Regions from separate parts of the Drosophila melanogaster genome. Here region 2 is linked to region 1. A link is a contact called in public Hi-C data. All regions are on one chromosome and are shown on one strand. The core of a region is the stretch at or near the end of the contact, and the rest is flanking DNA. Distances in the headings are between cores, read along the strand shown. Region 1 holds the start of l(3)psg2 (lethal (3) persistent salivary gland 2). Region 2 holds the start of Rcc1 (Regulator of chromosome condensation 1).

The links. A called contact is a pair of places that touch in the nucleus more often than the background predicts.
Region 2: a Hi-C map of the Kc167 cell line shows a contact between it and region 1, with 1.8 times the contacts expected there.

What each region holds. Positions count from the first base shown.
Region 1 is chr3L:5,580,215-5,587,924 of dm6, forward strand. It overlaps l(3)psg2 (lethal (3) persistent salivary gland 2), which reads left to right and starts at 3,455. Exons shown (of 3, transcript NM_139717.3): 1 at 3,455-4,490; 2 at 4,545-7,710. The coding sequence starts at 3,793.
Region 2 is chr3L:5,927,664-5,935,373 of dm6, forward strand. It overlaps Rcc1 (Regulator of chromosome condensation 1), which reads right to left and starts at 5,110. Exons shown (of 3, transcript NM_079219.3): 1 at 4,743-5,110; 2 at 3,955-4,654; 3 at 2,599-3,895. The coding sequence starts at 4,618. The coding sequence ends at 2,916. It overlaps Egfrap (EGFR adaptor protein), which reads right to left. Exons shown (of 6, transcript NM_001038902.3): 4 at 6,742-7,030; 5 at 6,391-6,671; 6 at 5,373-6,328. The coding sequence ends at 6,107. CG33523 reads left to right here. Exons shown (of 7, transcript NM_001274528.2): 4 at 561-633; 5 at 874-977; 6 at 1,041-1,376; 7 at 1,441-2,457. The coding sequence ends at 2,091.

The sequences.
Region 1 (7,710 bases), core at 2,205-4,704:
CTAAAATTAGCTAATAACGATAAAAAATTGTAAACAGAAAATCAAAATAAACCAAAAAAGTTATGAGCTTATGAAAAGCAAGGGAAATAAAATATCATGCGGATTTTGATGGACTTGAAAGTACCGAAAATATTACTGCAACGTTATTAGTAACAATCATTACTATTAAATAGTACTTTTATTTAATTCCGTGCTTGCATGTCATTTAGGTATGATTTTCTGTTCAAAAAAAAACTAAAAACTCTTACTTATTTATTAGACCCATTTCTCAAGAAGGTTCCCCGATTAAATTATACCCTTCAGGTGCCACTTCATTTGCCTACCACTTTTCCCCCACCCAATTAGTGATCCCAACTTCCTAGACCCGCAGAAAATGGTTTCATCGCATTTGATGCGAGTTGGTCACGGGAGAGTGAACGAAGCAGTAATTACGATTGGATTTCGAATGCTTCAACGATTGCCGCGGGGATTTTGTTTAATTTTTCATACGTGTACTTGCACACATGTACGAGTATATACTGTAGGTGGCTGCGGAGAAACTGCGTTCTAAGAATCAAGCAACTTGCCCCGCTTTCGTATTGGAACGAACGTGCGACCTGACGTGATTAGCACCTCATCGCCAGAGGCCCAGCTCATCCGGAGTTACCTGTCGTCCGTAGAGATCTGGCCTGCGACCCCTTCTTCCGCCACTTCGTCCCTGCGGAGATGGGCATGTGATGAAAGCATGCCCAAATAAATTAAGCCAATTTGGACAGGAACAATAGAAGTTTTTTGTATGCCTAGCAGTCCGTAAATTGACAGAGATCTTCATTTGTGCGGTTCGTGTTTTTGCTTCTCGGTTCCTCTAAATCTGCCAATTAGCGACGCTTACAGGTGTGTGTGTGTGTTTACAAATATATATAATTAACACGAACATAAACGGATTTAGTTAGGGTTTTTGGTTCACCCTCAAAAAGGGGATACCTTTCATTTTGGATGTTTTAATAGAGTCTAATACCATTTATATCTTATAATATTTATACATGAAAATATTATCAAATTAATAGCTTTATATGTTGTAATATATGAATTATTTTGAATATATTTAAATGCTGATAAATGGTTAAGAAAGTACATCTTACTCTAAATCTCTGCTTTAAAAAGTATTGCCTGCTTTTAGGAACCCAAAGGATACTTATGACCTAAAACTTTACATAAATATGCTACATACGATATAAAGAAATAAAATTTATTTCATAATTATATAATTTGTGCATTAGAGTGCATACCGCATCGGCTTGATTTGCCCTAGTTCTGCCCCTCACATATCATTTTTTACTTACATCGCACTCCACTGCAATTATCACATTTTTCGAATGCGGATCCATAAGTTTTCTAGTTCAGCTGCGAATGTCAATGACTCGGCGCTGCTGTAAGCTTTTTGGATTGGAACTGTGGCGGCGTTTACCGCTCTCATTTGTCAACGCCGGCAAACAGCCGCAAGTACAACTAAGTACACACAAAAGTGCCGCCCTCAATGCCCACAGAGCGTTGCGTTTTTTTAACGCTTCTCAGGTATTAAGTGCCGGCCAGATCACGAAAATAAATAAATAAATATGCTCGCGGGGGAAAAATTAGCCACATTTGTAGCCGCACATATTTGGTTTAAATGCTTAATAAATTGAGTTATGGCAGAGGAGGAAGCTATGCAGTCTGTGGGTGTTGGCTACTTAGGAAAGTGATTTAAGAAAGTTTTTGGAAATGGAAAACTGGGTTGCTTTACTCAGAGGAATGCTTAATGCTTAGTTGAAAATGCTATGTGCGTTGGTTTAACATCGAAAACAGCTAGCATTTGTTTCACAACGTATCCTTAAGTTTCTGGACTTGAAGTCTTGTTTCCACATACGCGCAATATGATGTTCCTTATGTTCCGAAGGACAAAGCCACCACCAGCCCAAAGATGCTATGCTCTCCAAGGTTTTCGCACCCAAGTGCCAAATTCGAGATGTCTCGTGGTCGCCAATGTATGGCCCCAGAAAAACCCAAAGTCAAAGCCCTGCTTGAAGAAGTGATGGGATACAATGAGTATTGTACGTATGTTCAACCCAAGCGTTGCTCGGGGACATCCAAGTTGATTTTTCGACGTTCTCAAACAATGGTGGCACTTTTTTGCTTTTTCATTGCGCATCCACTTAGCAGTTGGTGATTTTCAAAATGAGATAACACCTCACATTTTGGGGATCGGCTTTTATATTTGAACCTCAGCTCAGCCGAGCAACGCGACAAAGCTGAGAAGAAAACGATGGAAAATCGTTTGAAACGCAGGAGATTATGCTTGATGATGGGGATAAAAGTGAGGAAGGTTATTGTGGAGCGCCACAAATTAATTTGCACCTTTCGCCTCTGTCGCAGCGCTGCAGCAGCGCTGCAGCAGCGCCGTCGACGTCGGCAGCCGGAGAAAGTTGCACATGCAAATCTAAAAATGAAAGAAAAACTGAGAGCGCTGTCGGCAATTAAAGGCAACTCCGTTGCACTGAGATGAAAATGAAGCATAACTGCAGTGTTAAAGGTTTAGATTAATTACGGACATCCATTTGTTTAAACTCTTGAGGTAAATTGTTGTTATTAATTAAAATGAAATTGAATTAAAATGCATTATACAAAACACTACAATTTTTACGAAAATGATAATTTGTAAATATATATATTATATATATAGAAACATTATCTGATTGGAAAAGTGCAGCAAACTCAAACTCTTTTCATATTTGATGCATCTCAATGTGCCAGAGGGAAACTTTTCCGCCTTTTTCGAATTTCCCTCAATCGGCGGGCAATGGCAATGTCATAATATCAGCGCTTAGGCGCATTTTCTCCGATTCGCTTGACTGTGCGCACATATTGTTCATATATATTTAGTGACTGTGTGTTTAGCGGGCACAACGGTAACCGTATTTGTCATTTATTTGCACTTCGCATTCGAATGAATGCCGCTCGCCAAGAGGAAGCGGAAACAAGTGCAGTCTGCAGCGGTAAAGCGCATTTGGGTGTTTGATTGTGTTTCACACAGTTACGACGACTTTTCGAGCATGTAAAAGACAGTCGTTAAGTAAATAAAAAAAGCTAATGAATTTAAAATCCATTTCAAAATATCGGAGCGTAACGACTTAAATAGTGTGGCAACGCTAACAGAGTGTGCACTCGCTATATGTTAAGGTGGGTGTATTCGCTATTATATCGATAGAACTAGAAGCATTAATAATATCAGTAGTTTTCACACTGGAAAATTTCAGTGCTGTTAAGACGGCGATAGTTAAACAAATATTAATACAAATTGTGCCATGTTGCTGTATAATAAAATGGGGACTTAAAACTATCTTAAAAATGTCTGCAGAGAAATGTCCAAATTTGTATCTTCTTTTTAAGTAAATTTGGTAATAGCGGTCTGGCAGTACTGCCTGCCGATAGATTCAATGTGCCCAGTCTCTGTTCTGCATTGAGTAGTGTTTACTCGCTGCAGAAAAGTTATTGGCTTTGGTTTTTCATAATGGCATAAACATTAAACGGAAACGTACATGATACCGCAAACGCCGAGCTGGTGCACCGCTGCAACCGACGAGGACGTCCGCCCGCGCAGCCCAATCAATATTACCGCTCGGCAGGGGAAAACGCTGCGTGGATACCCAGCAACACCGCGCCGCCATTGAGAGAGCAGAAAAAGAAAAGCGTGTGCGCCCGCAAACAACAAGAAAGAATCATCGAAAAGGGGGACGGAGTGAGGGGCAAACCGATTTGAGGTCGCCGGATGTGAAAATGTCGCAAGCAGCTGGAGGATCTGCCGTCGGAATGGAGCAGCCAGCCACTGGCAAACAGTTGAAGCCCCCGGAGGATCTCCAGGACAATGACACCAACAGTCTGGAACCGGGCGAGGTGGTGACCCCGCCCCATTATCATCCCAGCAGTCCGGCAGTCAAAAAGCACCTGTCCAAAGAGCTGATGATAAGCAAAACATTACGGAAGCTACCAGTTAGCGTTGTGGAACAGGCGCGCAAAGAGAACGGATCTGGCGGGACACCAAATGCCCAAGCCGAGGATGCGGACGATAGCGAAGGCCTCTATTCGGAATCGGACTCCTCGGGGGAGGACCTCAAAAACGTAGAAGATGTGCAGAAGGCGAGGAAGGAAAAGCAGGAGGAGGCTGCAGCTGCTACCCTGCCCCAAGCACCGCCCACGCCGTTCTTGGGCATTAATCCGCTAAGATTCCACATGAGAGCTCCTTGCTTTGAATTTCCACGCATGGGCTTTATGCCCCGAATGAACAGGGGCGGACCAAGGGGCATGCGACCAACATTCTTTGGTCGCCCACCCGCAGCGAATCGCATGGGAGCTCCCATGATGGGTGGGCTACCAACGCAAGGACCTCCGCCGGGAGCGTATGCACCTCAAAATCCACCACCTACAGGTATTAACAGCAATTCAGGTCGTTGCAAGCGACTCCAATCGGATGTGATGTAAGTAAATTCCATATTTATGTAGAAAGTTAGGTTTAATATGATTAATTTTAGTTGGACAGCATTGCAACCGCCAGTGTCCTTTGTCTTTAATCTTGTTTCCGAGTGCTCCAATACAAAGCATGAGAACTGCAGGACTAAAGCGGAAACTACTGACCACAACTCCAAGGAATCAAAACTTCCCAGCGAAACAAAGTCCACTGAACCCTTAATTGAAAACAATCGATCGAGAGAGTTGCCCCAGCACAAAAATTACGTCAGAGGAAAAACAAGTAATCGATCCCATGACAGAACCCAAAATCGAGGAAGAACTAGGGAGAGGTCGAAAGAATCGCACGGAAAGTCCACTGAAAACTCCAAGAACAAGGATGAAGGCAGAGGGAAAGGAAGAGAAAGAGATTTGTTTCGACGGAAAAGTAGAGAAAGATCCCAAGATAAAAATTTAAATAGAGCAAAAAGTATGAATCTATCTAAGGAAAAGGATGAAGTTGGAGGTGAGCCTAGAAATACAGCGAGTGGAAAGTCCCAGGAAAGAGATCAATCCAGAGGTAAAACTAAAGACCGATCTAGGGAGAGAGATCGGACTAGGAATAAAACACGTGAAAAATCACAAGCCAGAGATCAAACCAGAAGTAAGGCAAACGACGCGGAACATACTAGAGCAAAATCAAGGAAAAGGTCCAGTTCAAGGGATAAGCGTCGAGAAAAATCAAAGGAAAAGCTAGGCGATAAGGAAAAGAATGAAGACTTATCCAAGGAAAAGCTTGAAGGAAAATCTACCGAGCATAGCGAAAAAAGAAATGAATCCAAGGTTAAAAATAAGGATACGAATGAAGAAAACGCAAATAAAAAGCTTCGAGAGCGTTCCAAAGATAGAAACCATTCTAAGGAAAGACTGCATGAAAGAACGCAGAATAAGTCTGAAGAAAGAAAGCCTGAAGCAAAGAAAGTAAGAAATGCAATAGAAAATTCAAAGGAAGCGCCAACTGATCGCAAAAAGGACAAACTCTTGGGGCCATTGGGAGAAAAAACAGACGAACGTTCAAAGGACAAGCAAATAAAGCGATCGAGAGAACAATCAGTAACGAAATGCCCAAAGGAAAGCGGCAAGGACACATTAATGGAGCATCCGCCACAAGAAAATGGATTGGATGGCTCCAAGAGATCAAGCATGCCGCATGAATCCTTCAGTGAAAGTGCAAAAACAAGAGAACACGCATCAAGAAGAAAAAATCAGACGCTTTCGCCTTGGGGGAGCAGGGAAGGAACTCCCCCAATGACACCACCACAAGTTCAGATCCCTCAGACTCCAATTGTTGATATCGCAAATCCCAAGGACTTTGATATTTTTGCCGACTCACCTCCACGAGTAAACACTGCCGTTTCAGCTCCAGCTGCAACTATTGAAAGGAGTACAACGCCGCCGTTGAAGTCATCCATTCCTATTGTCCCCATCGCTAAAGCCGACAAACTGGCTCCTCTGCTCAAGGCCAGTGAGATTCACAGTAGGATTGGCGCCCTGCTCGAGGAGAGCGATTTGCATTTGGATAATCTACTAGCTACTAAAGAGCAGTTGTTCCGTCGCACTAATGAATACAAAGAGAGAAAAGAGGCTCCCAAAGAGATTAAAGCTGAATACCTTCCGAATAGCAGGCATAATAGATCTGCGACTGGTAGGGCAGAGGTCGAGCATCACAAAAGCCAACCACGACATATAAATCCTTTCAAGCGCGAATCAGTATTAAGCGGGAGGAAATCCTCCTCTCGCCCTTCAAGCAAGGAGAGACGATTTCAAAGACACGACAGTGAGGTTGAGAATTGGGATAGGGATCTAGAACTCGAAAGAAATCAATTAAATGGCAGTCAGCTAACTGGATTCCAACCAAGAAAGAGTGATGAGTATACAAAATTCAGCATTAAGAAAGAAAAAGATCTTACACCCCCGCCTCTGCAAACGAACTTTACTCGAACCACTATAAAAATCGAACGCAATGCAACGCCTCCCCGGCACATGGAGCACGATGTGCTGGTTAGAAACGGTGCAGTGGCGACCAATGCTCCTCCACCGGCAAAAGAGCAGGAAAGTCCCGATACGGATGACTACATCGACAACTGGGAAAACGACGATTCATTGGCCAGTATGCCCAAGAACGCACCTCCTGTTACTCCTACTCCCGCTCCAAATGCAAACGCATCTCTTAACGCTACACCCTTGCCACCAGTAGCTTCGCAATTTAATGGCGATGATGACGATGATGACTCCAACGCTCTGTGGAATGCAAAAAGCACACCTCCTCCGCGAAGGAAAAATGAGAACCTGCCCGAGGGCAACATCCATGAACTATATGACAAATTCATGAATAGTATTAAGATGTCCAACGAGCATTTGGAGCCAGAAACGCTGGACACCTCAAAGAACAGTTCCTTGAGCAATTCCCCAGCCGAAGAAAGTTCCTCGGGCACTGAGACTTCCTCAACAAGTAGCAGCAGTAGCGAAACCGAGGATGACTCCAGTTCAGATGACGATGCCAATGAAAGCTCTTCGAATGATGAATCGGCCACAACATCCGGTAATTGCAACACAAATCAGGATGAAGCCGCTGGTAAGGAGCAGCTGCAAAAGAAAAACAATGTAAGCAAGGACCTACGGAAATTAAAGAGCCTTGAAGACAATCTGGCTAGGATTCAGATGATGCGTGAGAACTATGATGCGGGCGATGAGATCTCTGAAGAACTGCTAAAAATGGAATCCTTATTTCTAATGCAGCGCAATGCCATCATGGATAAGTATCGCAAACAGGAACTTAAAAGCAATTCCAGTGAGGATCAGCAGCCAGTGGATGAACAGGGAACTGTTCAGGCACAAGAGGTGGTTAAGGAAACATCATTTCCTGTAAACAGCATCTTCAGTGCCAATCGGGAAGCCATCAAACTGACCATCTCGCCATTGAAGTTGACTAGGAAATCTGTCATCTTCGACAAGGATGAAGCAGATCTACCGGAAACATCCAAGGCGGAGCCTCCCAAACAAACTCTGCAAAAGCCACAAAAGGAGATTGCCATTGTGAAACCCACCATTGTCGAATCTCGATCAAAGCCTAAGCTAAGGAGTCCGCCACCATCATCAGGAAGTCGTCGTAGATCCCGGTCCCGTTCTATTTCAAGAAGTAGGGCACGACGTCGCGGCTCGAGGACCAAGTCGCGTACTCCCAGCCCCAGA
Region 2 (7,710 bases), core at 3,860-6,359, 350 kb after region 1:
GTTAAAAAACATTTGAATATATACGAATTTACTAACGCGTTTAAAAAAATCCCTAAAGCCACGCCAGGAAATCCACAGTTTTAGGGTTGCCAGCTGTTTTTTGTTTTGGTGGATGCAAAGAGCACAAGAGCCCAAAAGTCCGGCTTTGTCTATATGTCTTAGATCTTGAGTCTGATTAAGGATATAAATTGTGTGTGGAGACTGGCGAATGTGACCAATGTCGGAGGCAGGGCGTTTTAGTTACGTGAGTGTCCGATTGCATCCGAAGGGCAGATAAAACCCATGATTCCAATGCACAAGTGATGTGCCAGTTGTCCCGCACAGAATAAGCGACATCCGGCTGAAGACCAAATGAAACCAATTCACCCGGCGACCTCCAGTTCGAGTGGAACCTTCGCCAATAATGCCAGCTCAAGGGTGCCAAGAGCAGTGGGGCGGCCCTTCTGAAAATGACATGGAAAAGCACGTTCGATGGGGTCTGATGAGAAGGGGCCGCACCGAAACCATCCTATCCACCAATCAAAAGACGGTCATTTCAACGAGTTCTCTTTCATCGGCAGGTCACCTTTGTCGATTCCGCTCCCATGGTGCTCAAGGAGACCAACATCAACAAGATGCACACTCCATCCGAGGGTAAGAAATCAGGCCTTAACCCATCTAAAAAGTTTTGAAACACGCATAGGTCCCAATTTAAAATCGACTTTCCATTTATCTGCACTGCTCATTATGTCACATATATACTCATACATATCGTAGCTCCAAGTCGCCTCATTTTAGTTCGTTATACTCTATAAACAAAATTTTTTGGTCCCACCCAAATTTGAAATTTGAAAAAATCTGCCAATTAATACCAAGAGGGCTTTCCTTGATCAGGCATGTTGCACATCAATCCCAAGGATTTTGTCAACTTCAATTCCAAGAATGCGGAAGCCACGATGACCATCAAGTCTATTGCCACCTCGGCAGTGACGTACAAGGTGGGTGAAATCTACACGCATACTTCATATACCAGATTAATCCATCATTCCGAAACCTTGCAGATCCAAACCACATCGCCGGAGAAGTTCCGTGTGCGACCACGTTGCGGCATCATCCAGCCCAATCAGGAGGCCACCATCAACATATGGTTGAAGTCGGAGCACAAGCTTAGTGACGACAGCAAGGATAAGTTCCTGGTGATGGCTATGGTCGCGCCAGGCGGTGAATGCGGTGGCGCCGATGTGACCGAGCTGTGGCGGAGCAAATCCCCCACATCTGCGGATGTGGAGCAGCATCGACTGGTCTGCCGCTTCGATGAGAACAAATCAAAAGCGCAGCTAGATTGCGCAAGCAAGTCCAGTAAGGCCAGCGTGGATTGCAGCAAGAAGTCCGGTGCTGTAAGTATATCCTAGCCATGTAAAAGCGAGTGTGTACTTCTATTGTAATAATTTCGTATAATAGGGCGTAGATCCAGCTACGGCAATGGAGCGTCAGTTGGCATTCACCCAGAACCTGCAATACGTGACGCTGGCGCTGTTGTTCCTGTTGTTTGCCGGCTTCGGCTTTCTGATGTACCAGCAGCTCGGCCAGCACGCCGCTACCTGTCCCAAGGCAACGGCGTATTCGTGCGCTAAGCGCAAATAATATTTACTTAGCCCGTGCAATTTGACCAGGCAGGAGCTAGACATTGCCGCTCGCGATAGCCACAACAATAACGAAGACGACTGCGACTGTCCAGAGCTGGAGAACTGTGCCTGTGCTGTTGATTTGATGAATCTAGGTCTGGACTGTGCCGATACGATGGACCAATACGATGGCGAATGCCTCGAGGCACTGATACAGGCGCATCTGCAGCTGTGCCTCAGCTGTCAGGGCACTGGTGATTGGCAGCTGGGCGGCGTTGCTGCCGGCGGCCATTTGCTGGGATTCATCGCATTCGCAAGGAAGATGGTGCGCGTCGTTCTTTCGCTATCGCTGCTGTGCGGCATCTTGTTCGTGAGCTTCTACCTGGGAAGCAACTACGGCGGAAACTCCACCACCACTACCATAACCACCTCCCTAGCCACAGTCGACTCAGGCAGAGGCAATCGTCAGCCGTGTTACTACTCGTAGTGAAGCCAAAACCCTCAACTGTGCATGCCAGGGTGGTTCGATTTGTTCAGCAGTAAATGCAACTTGTTCACCTCTGTACACGTAATAATCCATTTTGACCCTTGCCAGGTATGAAAACTACAAATATTAAAGCCTTCTTACATACTTCAATGGCTTGCATTCATGAATTCCCGGGTCCTGCGAATTGTTTAGACACCTTTGCTTTTAAAGGTAATTTTAAGATGTTTCCCTTCATTGCAAATCGAACCACCCTCCAAGCAAATACATATTTTTGTATAAATCTTAAGACCTACCATAAGAGTAACAATTTCGTGTTTCCTGATATTATTGAGTAAATGATGTCTCGCGCTTACGAGACAATCTCCCAATCTTTTGTAGCTTTTTTGCCGGTAATCTCCCATTTGCCCCGCCTGAGCCAAGAATTTATAATACACTGTGAGTAGGATGTATATCTTTGTGTATGATATAATCAAGTTAATTAGTTTGTAAATAAATCTCATTTAGTTTCCTTTTGCGTTCAAATACAAATTTACTACGGCTTCGTATTGCGAACGAATATATATAATAAACACTTAGTTGGATTGATAAAGAAGTTTTCGTCTTTAGGCAGACTTGTAAGATATAAGCGGGCATCTATTTATCAAAATAAAAAGAACTTAACAGGATTCAGTTCGTAGATCTTAACGTACAATAAGCAAAATTTCCGATCTATCTTACGAATCTGGGCTACTCATTGCCTTCCTTAAGCGTAGGGTAAGCGTACGGGTTCGTAACTTAGTGTTACCAAAAACAAAGTGGGAAAGTCAGCGTATTTATACTCAATCTTATGTCTTTTTACCGCCCCGCTTGGCAGCAGGCTTCTTGGCCTTCTTGGGAGTCGGTTCCTGAGCAGACTCCTCTTCGACCTCCTCGGCGGCATCATCCTGCGGCGGCGTCTTAATCTTTTTGCTGCTGGTTGACGCCTTCGCCGGCAAGTTTTCCTTCTGCTCCTGCTTATCTACATTCTCGGCTTCCTTGTCGGCATTATCCTGCGGCGGCGTCTTGTTCTTTTTGCTGCTGGTTGACGCCTTCGCCGGCAAGTTTTCCTTCTGCTCCTGCTTATCTACATTCTCGGCTTCCTTGTCGACATTATCCTGCGGCGGGGTCTTGTCCTTTTTACTGATGCTGCTGCTGCCAGACACCTTCACTGGAACATTCTCCTTCTGGTCCTGTTTGTCCGCTTTGACCAAAAAGATTGCGTGCTGACCACCGCCAGATGCGAGCAGCATGTGCTTCCCCTGCGTGTTCTTGCTGACAACCACGATCGGTTCGAGCTCATCATCGCCGTCGCCAACGCCTAGTTGATTGTTGACACCGGAGCCCCAGGAATACAGTTTGCCATCAATTGTAACGGCATAGGAACAGACTTCGCCACATCCAACGGACACAATCTTTTCGGTCAGCTTCTTTACAATCGTTGGCTTCTCCACAACATCCTTGACATCGCCCAGACCAAGCCGACCGTACTCCGGACGACCCACTACGGAACACTTAAGGTCCGTTGTCAGGATGACAGTATGGTGCTGACCGCCGGCAATATGTCGGATATCTTTGAGTTCCGTCTTGATGGGCGTCAGTGCGAACTCCTTGCCCTTTGTCTCGTGGGCCAGCTGCTTGAAGTTGTTAAGCCCTGTGGCCCAGATGACCTGTGTCTGTGACTCGCGCATGAATGTGCAGTAGTTGGTGGCCCAGATGGCCTCAAAAGGTTTGGCCCGCGTGATGATGAGCTGGGTGGGCCGCAGCAAGTCGCGTTTGCCACGACGACCTGGGGGTTAACATTTTTTTAATACGAATTTCGTTGAAAATTTGAATGCCAAGACTTACCCTCTCCGGAGATGGAACGCTCCGACAGCCGGCCGAGTTGTCCCTGCTCAGCGCAGCCCACGGTAAAGACCTTTCCGGCAGTGGTCAGGATGACCAAATGATCGGCGCCGGACGCGATGCTACAACAGACAGTGCCCTCCATCAGATCGATGGGCGTACGCTTGTTACCATCGATGGTGAGGCCCATGTTGCCATGAGAGTCCCGGAACGAGCCCCAAGCGAAGACACGGCCATCCTCCAGCAGACAAGCGGAATGCGAGTCTCCCGCCGAAATGCACAGAGCCTTGCCGGGCAAATCGATAAGATCCGGCTTTGACTCGCTGCCATCCTCGCTGGTGTCACGGCCTAGAGCACCTTCGTCATTGCAACCGAATGAGTAAATGTCCCCTGACTTGGTCAGCACCAGGTTGTGCATGCCACCGGCGGATATGTCCACGGCATCCGGGATGCCCGCCACAGGGCTGAGACGCTTGCGCTCCAGTATGTCCTCGCCGAGACCAAGTTGGCCCACATCGCCGTTGCCGCAGACTAGCACGTTGCCGAGCACGGTCCTCCGCTTGGGCAGCTCCAGATGAAAAGCGATTCTGGCGCGCTTCGCCTTCGGTGGCTGCTGCTCCGCTTCGCCGGCATTGTTGTTATTAGTCAGGGCCTTTCTGCGCGGCATTTTAGCTTGTATTTTCACAATTTTTTGTCACCGAAACTGGAAATAGTGCGTTTGTGTGTGTGTGTAAGAAATATATATAAGGTTAGGGACGCCGGTGATGCAGCTTAGTTCTGCTCACACTCACAATGGAAATAATGCCGGTCTCTGGTTCAGCGGGAGTTCCACGTTGTCTAGATGGTGTTGCTACGGCGGTTTGGAGGCGAGTGAAAACACCAAATGCAAGCGAATCCCAATGCGACCTACCTGGGTCGAAGAAAATGCGCGGGAAGCGGCGGCAGCTGGCCTTCAGGGTACAGTGTTGCGGGCTTGGCGAATTCCCCGCCGCATCTGGCTATTAGCGAGGTCACACTCCAATTTCAGGGTCGCTTCTGCGCCTATTGACCAATTGTTAGTACATCTTTGTTATCTTTGCACTGTTCCTAATTGCAAATAATAAAACAAAGCCTGCTATAACCCACAGTTTATTTATTTCGAGATATTGATAACTTTTAGAATGGAGCGTAGCGTGAACTCAAACTATGACAGTTGGTTAACAGTTCTCTAGCGAGTTTGCGAGCCGATTGCCGACCGATTCTATCGAAAGAGCTATCGATAATGTGCGGGAAATTTAAACTTTCCTTACCCACTCACATTATTTCAAAACAAATTTGTTGTTAAATATTATAAAATGTTCTACCTTTAAGCCAATGCTTCATTTTCAACGTGATTGTATGTATATTGCATGCTATAGATCAGAAAATAAACAATACTATTTGAAAAGGTTTTCCATTAACTTTATTACAAAATACATAGAGTTACAATATAATTGGTTATTCATTTACTTCCCATATAAGTCTATCTAGCCACTGCACCGCAAAGTGAGTGCATCAAATACAAAAAGAATCCACTTTGCCCATTCCGCATCCGCACTCCAAATCCCGGCAGCCGACCCTCGATTTCCCTACCCAAACATTAACATTTAATCCGACTGCCCCCATTCAGATATGTATAGTACGTCTGTCTGATGCATCTGCCACTCAGCACTAGCCGTACAAAACGAGCAGAATTGATAAAAACGCGAAAAATAATAATCACTTGATGTCTGTTTGCGTATACATATTGCATGTTTTTGCCATTTTTTAATCAGTTTCGCAAAAATGATTTGAGCGTATTCCCTATATTTGTGTATGCAAACACGCCCCTGCGAAACCACAGCCATCGCAGCCGCCCACGTAGCTGATTTTATTATCAATTTTAATAAAAAATGTTTGTGCACTTTTTGCAGCACCTGTCGGACAGGTGGGCCTTTGCCGGCCCGAGTACACATGGACATGGACCCTATTTATTGGTAGCCACGTCAACCGTCGTCAGCACAGCCAATTACGCAAATTAAACAGATTGTTATCCTGTCGCGACAGAGGACACAGGACGCAGGACAATGTGACAAGCTGGGCAGCTTAATTCAATCAACGTGACATAATTACTTAATTAATTAAGAGCGCCCAGCGGTCACACATTCAAATCGGCCATCATTTTGCGAAAGTCGTTCAGCGAGCCATACATCTCGAAGTCCGCTCCCCCGTTTCCGGTTCCGCCTGCGTAGGCGCCCTGCGATCGTTGCGATCGGGTACTAGGTGGGCGTGGCAGGGTCAGCGGCACGGGCAACAGTTCCGGCATCACCGAGTGGTGCGTGATCAGCGCCTTCAGCGAACTGAACTCCTTGGTGAAGCCCTAAAATGGTAAATACCATCATAATATATAATAAATATTATATATAATGTGCTCGGACTTACCTTTATCTTGTAGCCCCTTTGCGTCCGCAGGATCAGATAGTGGGCCACTCGTGGTGAAGGTGGTGGCACTCGCAGCGAGAGGGCGAAACATCCCGGCTTTGTGCTGCTCTGGCGCACTAGAAACGCACCTGGACTCTGTCGGGACAGGGCCTCCAGGGATATTTCCCTGGGAATGCCCGCTTGAAACCAGGCGGCTCCCTTAAGCTCCTGCTGCTCGGCTAGGCTGAGATTATCCAGGCGCAGGGCACTGTGGCCGGGAAACAATTTCGGACTGGAGTTGGCTGATAATTACACGGAAGTAAGGTAACCTTAGCCAACCATTTCATATCTGTGACATAAGAGTCTACCTACCGCTGCACGTCTCTCTCAGATACTTTTTGCTGGCGGCGGGCAGCTCCACCTGCAGCCGCTGGGTGGCACTCTCCAGTGCGGACAGTGACTGGCGGCAGGAGTCGCCGAACTTGCTGGCCACGTACTTGTCCGGCTCGCAGATGGCCTCGTTCACATAGCCATCGGAGATGGTCTGAGTGGATCCACAGCCGGATCCGGAGGTCAGCGAGGAGCCGCAGGTGCTGTGCATCAGGGGGCGGCTGTCCTCGGTTCCCCGCAGCAGTCCAATGCCCATGGTCAGGCGTTTCACCTGTGAAGGGATAGGAGTGCACAGAAAGTAATTATAAGTATTAATACATTCCCATTATTACATTCCCATTGTTTAGTATGCAGTTATTTTTGAATTGTTATGCAACTTAAGTAAAGTGTGATGTAATATTAATAACATTTACTACTTTTTGTTTTCAGTGCATCCATTGCTAGTGGTACGATTTGCATGTTGCATGTTGTCTGCCAATTTGGCAAAGTTTTTGCATTGCTATAATGGCGATTTCGGGACAACTCTCGCCTGACCGTCAGTATCGGTGCAGGTGTGTATTCATTCAGGGATTTGTGGCGCCACCCCCCACAGCTTAACCCCTGCTCCGGCTTCCGCCCGGAAAATCCAACAAACATCAAACACACTTTAGCTCTCACGGCCAGAACCACAACAACGTCGTGCCACACACTTCCAATTCCCCCCCCCCCCCCACCACACCACACAGAAAACAACCGAGATTGATGTGTAAAATTTTTGGTTACCAATAAAATGTTAAACAGCGCTTGCCACGCCCCCTTGGCCACAGTACGCCCACTATGGCAACCACTGGCTTTTGCGGCAAATTACTTTGAAATGAGTTCGAGCCCCGAACGAAAAGTTTGTGCTACTGCCTTTGGGTTTTCATTTTGCAGCTTTTAAATCGTTTCCCATTGCGTTGCGTAATTAGCAGT